Linked DNA regions of Mus musculus: region 1 is linked to region 2. A link is a contact called in public Hi-C data. All regions are on one chromosome and are shown on one strand. The core of a region is the stretch at or near the end of the contact, and the rest is flanking DNA. Distances in the headings are between cores, read along the strand shown. Region 1 has its middle 7.4 kb from the start of Gm46509. Region 2 overlaps Asap1 (ArfGAP with SH3 domain, ankyrin repeat and PH domain1).

Region 1 (5,598 bases), core at 1,607-4,106, 170 kb after region 2:
TATAGAATCATATTGTCAACACATAGGGATAATTGAATTTCTCCCATTTATATCTGTACCCCTTTTATTTCTTTCTCTTATCTCATTACAATAGTTAAATCTTGGAGCACTGTTTTGAGCAAGGTTGGAAAGCATGGCTATCCAGTCTCATTTCTGATTTTAGAGAAAATGTTTTCAGGTTTTTCCCACTATTAATGTTGACAATAAGATCATCATATGTAGGGTTTTATTATGGTGAGTTATATTCCTCTTGTTCCTAGTTTATTTAGGACTTTTAGCATGAAGAGATGTCAAACTTTGTCAAAGGCCTTTCTTGTATCTACTGACATGATCACGTGATTTCTGCCCTTGAATCTATTTATTTGATGTATTATATTTTTGATTTGCCTATATTAAACCATCCTCAAAACTTTTAAATAAGTCAACTGAATCATGGGAATCATGGTCCTTTTGATGTACCAATGAGTTCAGTTTGTCTATTTTATAGAAAATTTTTGTGTTAATATTCATCTGGGTGGCCACTTACAGTTTTGCTGTTGTATCTTTATCTGGCCCCAAAACATTCCTACCCTTTTTGTTTTATGGAGGATCTTGGTGTTAGTTATTCTCTGAATGTCCAGTAGAATTCAGTAATGAATCCATCTGGGCCTGGACAGATTTTGGTTGAAAATATTATTATTATTGTTGTTGTTGTTGTTGTTGTTACTGCTTCAATCTCATTGCTTATAACAAGTCTGTTTGAGTTGGTTTAATTTTGGCAGATGCTATATGTCTGGGAATTTATCTGTATTTTTTAGATGTTGCAAGTTATCCTGAGAATTTCATTGGCATCAGTTGCAAAGAATCCCCTTTCAAATCTAAGTTTACTAATTTGTGTCTTCTCACACTTTCCTTTGGTTTAGCTTAGGCATTGTCAATTATGTTTATTTTCTCAAAGCAACCTCTCTTTGTTTCATTTATTCTTGGTTTACTGTTCTTTTCACTTCTGTCTCATTAGTTTCTTCCCTGATCCTTATCATTTATTTCCACTTAGTGAGTGGGTTTAGCTTATTCTTGTTATTCTAAGAGCCTATGATAAGTGCATCATTAAACTATATCAGACAACTTAAAGTATTTATAGTCATAAACTTCCCACTTAAAATGGATTTCCTTGTAAGTTAGAGGTTTTAATAAGTTTTTTTCATTTCATTTGATTCTAGAAACTTAAAAAAAATTTTCCCTAGATTTATTCATTGATCCACACATCTGGCAAAAGTATATTTTTCAGTCTCCATGAGTTTTTATTTCTTTTTTTCCAGCATAATATTTTTATTGATTCTTTGGGAATTTTACACCATGTACCTTGATAACACACATTTTCCAGTCCTTCTGTGTCTGACTCCTGACCCCTGTGACCACCTCCCATGAACACTAAAATAGAAAAGGAAAAAAAAAAAACCTCAAGTGCAAATTGTGTTATCTATATATTTACCAGAGCATGGTCAAACTCTCAGTGGCCTGCTCCTTAAATAGAAGCAGTGTCTCTTACTTCTACTTGGTAGATCAACTTCCAACTTTTGACTCTTAGTCTGTGAGTATCTTTGCCCATGTGGTGTGTTTCATTGAGACAAGAGATAATTGGATCTTGCCTTTTAATCTAGCCAGTTAGTCTGTGGGTTTTTATTGGAGAGTTGAGGTTATTTACATTTAAGTTATTATTGATTGGTACTTGCCAATTACTATAATTTATTTTAGTTATATTTTGGTTATTTGTTTATTCTTTTCTATTTACCTTATTAGAATCAGAGATTTTTCTGGTTTACTGTATTGGGCATGGTTGACTCCTGCAAGCTTTCCTTTGTTCAACTATCCTCCCATGAGATTTTTCTTCTGTGTGCTGTTATGACTGAGATAGTCTTTCTCTTCTGTGCATAGTATTATTTTAAGTATCTTCTGCAGTATTGGCACAGCAGTCACATACTGTGTTAGTTTGTGTTTGTCACATAGTGACCTTATTTCTCAATTAATTTTGAAAGATAAAATTTTACATATAGAAATATTGATTGTTAGTTACTTAGTTTCAGGGGTTGAGATATATCATTCCATGTTTCTTGGTTTTTAGGTTTGCAGACAAGAGGCCTGATATATTTTGATGTGTTGCTTTTGTTAGTGAGTTAGTTGCTCTTTTTCTCTTACAGCTTTTAATATTATAACTTTGGTTTATGTTTTTGGTATATTGACTTCAAAAGATCAAATATTCTTCAGCTTATTGGAGGATCCACATGTGCTTGCGAGAACTTTAGACTTTTCAACTCCACAGTGTGAAAGACAGGTAGATGGCTGCAGAGGTTCATTCACCTACTGAGCTCAGGCTCTGGGCTGTCAAATTCCAATGTTGTTCTCAGTTAGAGAGGGAGGGCTACTTTTTTCTGTAATAGGACTCACTTCCTGAGCCCAACTCCCTGATGCTTGTATCTTCTCAGCTTGAAAAGGGTAGGGAAGGGAGAGGCAAGGTACAAGAGGCTGCTGTCCATGACTGCCTCCAAGGAGTCCCTCTTGGTGCTATGGCAAGTTAGACTCAAGCTTCCTGATTTATGATTGTTCCTGTCCTCAAGTGCTCTGGGTAGTGTATTTTTACACAGCAGGGTTGAAGATAGTGCACAGCTACCAAGTTGTACTGAGTGACAAAATGGAATTTTTGTGCCCTTGTGGTGACCTGTCTGTTAGAGGAATCACTGTCCCACTAAAGCCTGTAAGGAATTTGAAGCTTGAGAGGGTTGTGGGTTTTCCCCAAGGGAAGGACTGCTAATCTGTTTCCATCAGGGCCTGGAATGGGGTTTTTGCTTTTCTTCCGAAAGCCAGGAGCTGAGTTGTTGGAGCTCAGTTCAGCCTGGGCCACCTCCTGTTGATTTCGTTATCTTGTGTCCAACACTCTGCATCTGTTCTAGCACACTCTTGGTGGATTTCTGAAAGGTCTTCTCTTTCTGAGTCTTCAACATGTCTACTTTTCTGATTCAGAATCTTTACCGTGTCACACGGAGGCAACTAGAACTCTACCATCTTACCCAGATCTGCATTTTATCAAGATCCCAGGTGACTGGTGTGCACAAGTGAAAAATGCCAGAGCTCAAACTCTCTTAGGGCTGTTGATAAAATTATAAACACTAGAATGAGCTTGAGAATCAGCTGTCTTGCAGCATGTGGATCTGGCCACTCAGGGATGGTATCCCCCAGGGATAACAAAGAACTGCTGCATGTGGACAATTACTGAATTCAGGTCAGATTATTTACAGCTGACAAGTGCCCATTCTGTATCAGGAAGTCGAACACTTACAAAGTAAATATAATTCAGTCCTTTTCCTCTAGAAGTTGACAGGCACAGAAGTCAACAGTGTCGGGATACTGACATAAGTGCCATGACAAATGATGGGTAGCCTGAAGGGGCACTGGTCTTAAATGCCAGCCCTGGAGTGGTATAGTCTTGGGCAAGTAAAAAATTTTGTGCTTGGTAAATGAGATTGCACTGCCTGGTATTCAGGGCCGCTTGCAGACAAGTGAATGAGTGTATGCACATTTCTGGTGATGCCGTAGTGGGGTTAGAGAAGGACTGAGATGGAGAACACTATAGTGCTTTCTGATTGGATACTCAGACTCATGCATTTCTTTATAATTGCTTTAGGCAGGCAGACAAGGGGAAAGTCGATATGGCCAGAATTAGACAGAAACCTCTTGGCAGCAGTGGCAGCTGAAGTTGGAATTAAATGGAACTATTAAAGAATTTGAACCTAGAGGTCTGGGGCGAGCAGAAGATACAAAATCCTTTGTAAACCAACCTCTGTGCTTGGACTTTGTAATAAGAGAGAGATGATCTGTCAGTGTTAATTTGGATCAATGAGACTAGAATCCCAACTCTTTCTGACTTTGGTTTTGGGGTGGTCTGTAACCCTGTTGGGGAGGTGTCTGGAATGTGTGGAGCAGTTCCTTTCAATGATGGGTGGTGGGTGCTAGACCACCCAGGGGTTTCTCTGAAAAGCAGTCAAGGAGAAATGAGCAGGAGCAAGCAGGGTCACTGCTGACAGACCCTGATTCTAGAATCTTCCTTGGAGGGTGCTCAGGTTTGAAAGGAGTGGGGGATGTAGCATGGGGTGGGGGGGATGTCCATACACTTCCTCCATGCCTTTGTTTTTCTTTGTTGTAATCCCTTGGGAACAACTGCTTACTAGAAAGAAAAATCGAGTAACACCTGATTAGAAAGGACTGCCTCCAAATGGTAAGGCACGGATTACACTTTTGAGTTAATTTTTCAGTTTGTACACAGTCTAACTTGGGACCAGCCATGACTGCATTTAATGGTGCCGTTTCCATCTTCTGACTTATTACCTCCCCCTCTCCTGTCTTCTCTTTCTGCTGTCATTTTTTCTCTCCTTTTTACTTGAGGAGGTTTTTTTTTCTCCACCTTTTATGGTTTTAAGGTGGAAGAGCTACAAAAAGAGGCAAACTATATATAACTGAAGGGAGAGAAGGAGAGAGGCAAGGAGGGATAAGACGGGAAATACACACTTATAGGAGCTCCCTCTCACCTTACTGTCTTGAGATATTTTATGCTGAAAATATGTTCCGTTTCCTATTGAGTTACCCAAGATCCCCCAGGAAACAAGGAGCGGAACTATATATCTGCAAGAAGCAGAAGGAGCACACTTCCTGCTTCAGATTATGGTCCTTCATTAGGTGATTGACCAAACTGCAATCATATTGTACTACTATGCAGCTACTTCTATAAAGAATGCCATTACACATCACAAACACTTCCCTGTACCATTAGCTCCATTTCCCCCTATGTTTATTGAAGTGCAGTTTCTTTTAAGCTGGCAATTGGTGGTATGTAGTCTCATGTGACCACAACCTATACCACATATGAAACACATGAAACACTTCTGTTACTCTGATGTATTTTCTGTTCAAATCACCCCCTGTCTCCATCTCGTTTTGAGGGGGGAGGGGCTTCTCCCACTGAATCTTGCATCTTTATCCACTTCATTTAAATGTGCGTGTGCAATGCACATTTTTTGGTGATCTTTAGTTTTCTTTTGCACTGCTATTGATAATCATCTTATTGATTTATATAGACTCTACTTTTTACCTAGAGTTCATTTTCAGGGTAAGGTCTCCACATATTAAATGACTAATTAAGTAATCTTGAGTCAGAGTCTGATGTATCCCAGTCTAGCCTCTAACTCTCTAAGTAGAGAATGACCTTGAACTGATCCTTAGAGGTGGGCAAAACACCCAGTTTATTTGGTGCTGAGGATAGAACCCAGAGCACTCTACTAACAGAGCTATATCCTCAGCCCTCTATATGTCTATATTTTTTCTTATATACTATGGCAAGCTTTAGTTTATGAGTTAAAAATAATAGAGCTTGCCATTTTGGACAGGAGGGATGATGGAGGACACAATGTAGGTAGGGGAGCCCCCCTCCCCATTTCAGGTTTCAGATCTGCCAGGACCCACTACTGGAGGGTTTATAACTTAGAATAGTTTACAAATTAGGATGCTAGTTACTGTGCTTAGTGGTTGTGTAATCTGTTGATTCTAAACTAAGATTGTGCAGTGTTTTTA
Region 2 (5,795 bases), core at 1,651-4,150:
CCAGATTGGGTTAACTGAGGAGGAAAGACCTCCCCTAACTATGGCTTCAGAACCTTCCTGTGAGCTGAGATCCTGGAGTGAACAAAAAGGAGAAGGTGAGCCGAGTGCCAGCATCCATCTCTCCGATTCCTGACTGAAGTTGCCGTGTGTCCACAGCCCCGCCGCAATGCTGCCATGCCGTCCCCACAAGGAGGGCCTGTGCTTGTGACCTGTGAGCCAAAAACACACTTCCCTCCTTAAGCTGCATTTAGACGGATCGTGACTAACACGCTTTCCTGAGGGAAGTGACAGCAAAATGAGGACGGACTTCCTTACAGGGTGAACTTGAGCCTTTGGGGCTTTTACAATGGGAAATGTGCTGGGTCAGCCAGGCTAATGCCTTTGAGGGGCTGGGGGTGGGGAGATAATGCATCCTGTCGTATCCCAGCACAGGTATCTACTAGCTTACCATGAGCCAGGTTATCCTTCCAACATTGAGTCTAGCTACCTTCACAAAGACCCCTAGCATCAAAGGACAGATACATTGCCTGGGGCAGACTGGCAAGGAAATGTGCCCGAGCCACACAACCAGCCTGCACTGTCAGTAGGGAATCACTTCCTTAGGCAGGTCTCTGCCCAGAATTCAATGCCCTCACCTACCAGCCTAGGAAACAACACTGGTGACAGCAGCTAGAAGGAGCTACCAGCATGGAATCCCACAGGGACTTCCTGTTAATGCACAAGGGAGCACCCACCAGTCAAGTTTCCCAGCTAGAAATCAGAAACAGGCATCCAAATGATCAGCGGTGCCTCTCTCCAGACCTGCACCCTTTACCTGTAAAGACACCACTGAAAGAGCAAGCGTGTAGGGTGGCAACCCAGATGTCACAGCCTCACAAAGTGTCCTGAGCTATGTTGTAATACATTATATTGCCCCATAAAAGTTAAGTCCCACTTCCCAGCATTCATAAATGTGACCATTCATTTGAAAACAGGATCTGTATGTAAGTTGTGCAGGCTGGCATTCACCTGTAATCCTAATACCTGGGAGGTAGAACCAGAAAGATCAGGAGTTCAAAGGCCAAACTTTGACTCCATAACAAGTTCAGGGCAGCCTGAGCTAACGAGACCCTATCTCAAAACAAACAAACAAATAACAACAACAAAACCCAGGATCTTTGCAGATCAATCAGGTATACATTTAGGTGAGGTCACAGGGAAGTAGAAAAACAAACAAACAAACAAACAAACAAACAAACAAAAAACCCTAAATCTAGTACCACTGCAGTTCTTACAGGCAGGAGAAAAAAAATTTACTCCATTGCAGAAACAGGTAGCATGTTTGCCAGTCCAGAAGCACCAAGGTCAGAAAGCAAATACAGGAGCTAGGGGTGAGTGAGGCAACTCTCTGCAGGTGTCAGAGACTGTGGCCTACTGACCCCTGGCTCCAAACCCCTAGCCTTCTGTAATGCAGAACAGGACCACCTCTGTTGGGTGAAACCTGCCTGCAGGGACTAGAGTAGCCCTGGGGAGCTCACTGTGCTAGCCTTCCTCTGAGTTCCAATAAATGGGAAGTGTGTGTCAGTCATCTTGGTATCCTAGCAGCTGGTACAGTGCCTGACACTTCATGGTGGGTCTCAGAAAGTGCTGTGTGGAGTGAGCAGGTGAGAGAAATGAAGGACGAAGTATTTCTTTTTCTTTTTCTTTTTTTGAGAAAATATCTCCTTTTAATTTATTTTTTCCTTTATGTGCATTTATGTGCCTTGCTGTTTTTCCTGCATGTATGTCTGTGTAAGCGTGTTGGGTGCCCTGGAGTTGGAGTTGCAGACATTTGTGAGCTGCCCTATAAGTGCTGGGTATTGAACCCAGTCCTCTGGAAGAGCAGCCAGTACTCTTACCTACTGAGCCATCTTTCCAGCCCTGTACTTTCAAAAGGGTGCTAGGAAGTATCTTAGTGATACAGTACTTGCCTCTTCACCTGGAAAATCAAAACAGAAACAATACCCTAAGAGGTAGAACCAACTCTATGCTATTAAGACACTTGAGAAAACAGGACTCACACACACATTCACACATATACTCACATACAATACATGTATTCACACACACATATGTACACACTCACACAATACACACATTCACACATATATACACACATACACACACACACACACACACACACACACACACACACACACAGAAGTAGAAGGGGGGCTTTGCTGTGGGAGGAAGAGGACCACTGTGAAGAAGAAATATGAGGAAGAAGAGGGGTACTAGTGGGGTTATAAAAATACCAATACACAAGGATATCTGTATATAAAAATGTCAGATTGAAATCCATCATACACGTTAACAAAAATATTAATTTTAAAAACAAACTTAAAAAAAGAAAATATAGGCATTTGTAGAATGCATAGAGCTTTTAAAACATTGACTGAACATGAATGATGCTCAGAGAGGCTTGGCCCTCAGGGCTTCTCACTTATTTCCAGGGCTCTGCACAGGATCCAGCATGCTGCAGCTTTCTACTTTCTACAAGAAGGAAGGGAGAGAGGGAGGGAGGGAGGGCAGAGGGAGGGCAGGAGGGAGGGAAGCAGGGAGGAAGAGGGAACGGGATCATACTTTCCAGGCTCTTGGGTTGAGGCGAATACAGTAACTGAAGAACAGCCAAAACTGGAAAGTGGCCTCAGGACTTTCAGACCACGTCAATCATATCCAAACGCCCTTCACAATGGGACTTAAAAACTGTTTTCCTATCATGCGTTTCTTTTTCTTTCCCATCCAGACCCCTAAGGCATCCTGACCCTTTCTGCTATGTTAGAAATGCAGAGTTGAAAGGTCAGCCTTGTGTTTGGCTTCTGGGACACGTTTCCTGTCCATGTGCAGTGCACATTCCTGATCCCTGCCCTGTGGCCAAAAAGGGACATCAGCTGGATGCAGGGAAATTCAATTTGGCCGAACAGCCGGCAGCATGACAGCGATAGAGTCTGCCCTGACATTTGGAAGGCAGAGGATTTTCCCAGGGCTTGGCTGTGGATGGTTGCAGGCTGAAGTTAGGTCATTTGTATGTACGAAGAAAAACCCTAGAAGCAATGCCAGCTGGTTTCTGAATCCCTCTAGGTCACAGCGGGCTGCTTTTTCTGCCTTCCTGGGGTTATCGGTGTCAAACAGGAACACTCTGGTTTCTCTCCCTCTTCTCCAGCCATGACACCTGCTCTGCTACGTGGTGTGATCTTACTCATTCTTTCCTTCATTCACACTGTCTTGCCTAATTTAGGAAGTCTCCACTCCTATTCTTGCCTTTTCCACACTGAATTCACAGCTAGAGTGCAGCCCGCTGCTTGGAGTGCCAGGCAGCTCCTAACTGTGACAGTGACAGACAAGACAAGAAAAGCTGACCCCTTCTGAGGTAAAGAACACTGCTTTACATGGCAGAATGTGGGCCACATGTGACTGGACTACCCACTAATGTGGGAACTTTTCCCTACCAGTCACTCAGTGGAGTGGTTAGGCTGGCTTCCAGCCCCACCCTGCGGCCCTAGGGCATCCCACACTGAACTTAATCTGAAGGCTCTGGTGTTCACCTCTAGGAGACAGCGCTTCACAAGACAGGCCGCATCATCTGCATGTACCCTGCATCCCAGTTCCTAGGGCCTCAGGGATACGCAGTGGATTTTGTCCCTTCAGTGAAAGAAGGAGGGATCTAAGTGATAGACATTCAAGTCTTGCAATTACCTGAGTGATGCCACTCAGGTCCCATCACAGCTAAGGTGTGTGTGTGTTTGTGTGTGTGTGATACACAGAGACACACATGTGTGTGTTCATCTGTATGTAGGCCACAGGTTCATGATTCAGTCTTCCTCAATCTCTCTCCACCTTAATTTTTGAAGCAGGGTCTCTCACCAAACCTGGAACTCAATAAGTATAGACAGATTGGCTGTCTCTGCATCCTGAACACTGGGGTGACAGACATGTGCCACCACATTTGTCCTTCTCACCTAGCTTCAGGGGCTTAAACTCAGACCCTCACGCTTGCACAGCGCACACTTTACCAATGAAGACACCGGTGTACCCCGAAAGGACATGTTTTCCCGAAGTAAAAGATAAACACACAGTACCGTCCATTTTAAGTGGAATTTGACACACAAAGAAGCCAGCACTTGTATCATGCTCATCACATCTGCTCTGTCCCAGTCACTGTCTCCCTCTCATCTTTGAAATGGCAGCTTACTATGCTCTGAGTGGTATGTCAGTGAGCTCAGGGGACTAGAAGTAGCACTGCACCAGGAGTGGAAGGCATAGAGGGAGGAGCCACAGCACTGAGGGAAGTGTCCGGACCAGCAGAGGCTGTGGGAATGGGGGTCTTGGAAGCTACAACAGCAGCAATGGCAGCGGTAACAGTAAGAGAGGCAGGCGAAGATAGGCATGGGTGGTGGAGGAAACAATGACGAGTCACTAAGCATCACCACTGATTGCAAACAGCAGGCAGCGTGGAAGCGGGCTTGGCATTTATGGTGCACCAGGCACAGGGCGAGAGCTTGGCCTCTGCTCATTCACAAGAACACTTAGCAGAACTCTATGAATGGGATTCACAGACAAAAATCTTGAGGCTCAGAGAGGTCAGCAGATTGTCAAGGTCACCTGAGTTGTGCCCAGCAATGAGAACTGCAGCAGTCTGGCTAAGAGAATCACATCTTCTCAACAGCACCCATTCAGTAAGCAGTTAGTAGCACGGTCAAAGATGGGTTCGTCTAGTCAATCCCTCCTTCTATGCTGACAACACTTGGTAAGTCTACTCTCACTGAATAAGGGTTATATTTTAACCAAGTCTTCTTTTTTTCCCCCTTTTGCAACTAATTTTATCCAGAGGATTCAATTTTGGCCAACAAGATACATGCAGAAGCAGCGTATACCCTGCCTTTCTTCTTGGTGTGTCTGTTTGCCTCTGGTCTGACGGCCAGGGAAAAGAGGACTGGCATGGACAATGAGAGCCTTGGAAACGGAAAACCACACAGCACAGAAACAAGAGAAAGGACCTCACAGATTACTGCGGTGGCGCCTCTCTACTACCTGCGTCTAAACTTTTAGAAACGAATATGTACACTATCTGTATTTTTTCCGTGGGTGCGCATGTGTGTGCATGAGTGTTCCCATGTATGTGGGCATATGTATGAGCAGGTTCGTGTATGTGTGTGTGTGTGTGTGTGTGTGTGTGTGTGTGTTGGAGGGGGCGTGAATAATGTCAGGAAACCTTTCTCAAGCCTCATTCGAACTCACCAAGTGCTTACTTTGTCTTGGTAGTCAGCTTGGTCCAAGGATCCTGACTCCATCTTCCAAGGCTGGAATCACCGTCAGGCCGACATGCCCGCCTACCGTTCACTTGGGCTCTAGGATCTGAATGCCAGTCGTGATGCTTTCACAACAAGTGCTTTAACTGCTGAGTTTTCAAAGCCAAGGGCCCCTTGGGTTTTTATGTCATTCCTAGCAAAACCTAATTCCAACAATGCCACGAGTCCTTACAGCTACAGTACAATTCATATACCTTAAAAACATACCTGCAAAATTAATGCCACCTTGTATGGTACTCTTGGCTTTAAAAACAAAGCACAATAAAACATAACGGGATTTGGAAAAAAAAAAAACTCGTAATAGATGAACTATGAAAGCAGGGTGCCTAAAGCCTTGTTTCCTTGGAAACAGTCTCTCTCTTGTCACCTCATGTCTGGGTCACATCCCCTACTCACTTCTCCCATCCATTCAGTGTGTGCAGGTGTGTGTGTGTGTGTGTGTGTGTGTGTGTGTGTGTGTGTGTGTGT

Evidence for each region. Hi-C and Micro-C count contacts between places; a contact is called where the count stands out from the background.
Region 1: a Hi-C map of the N1E-115 cell line shows a contact between it and region 2, with 3 times the contacts expected there. The contact joins two enhancer-like sites. A contact is called at or near these places in 1 of 15 datasets of contacts at CTCF or cohesin (the NIH/3T3 cell line), 2 of 484 Hi-C or Micro-C datasets (the N1E-115 cell line and myocytes), 1 of 115 datasets of contacts at active chromatin or transcription factors (pancreatic cancer cells) and 3 of 9 other capture datasets (adipose tissue, liver and pancreatic islet).

What each region holds. Positions count from the first base shown.
Region 1 is chr15:64,508,150-64,513,747 of GRCm38.p6, forward strand. No RefSeq gene overlaps it. Among named protein-coding and RNA genes, the nearest start is that of Gm46509, 7.4 kb to the left of the region's middle. Within about 2 kb of position 2,857, at least 20 of the 459 cell types and tissues checked have an H3K27ac peak or open chromatin away from gene starts, as enhancers often do. A contact at or near this core is called in the N1E-115 cell line, where this site is marked.
Region 2 is chr15:64,342,376-64,348,170 of GRCm38.p6, forward strand. All of the region lies in intron 2 of Asap1 (ArfGAP with SH3 domain, ankyrin repeat and PH domain1), which reads right to left. Among named protein-coding and RNA genes, the nearest start is that of 1700010G06Rik, 31 kb to the left of the region's middle. Within about 2 kb of position 2,901, at least 68 of the 459 cell types and tissues checked have an H3K27ac peak or open chromatin away from gene starts, as enhancers often do. A contact at or near this core is called in the N1E-115 cell line, where this site is marked.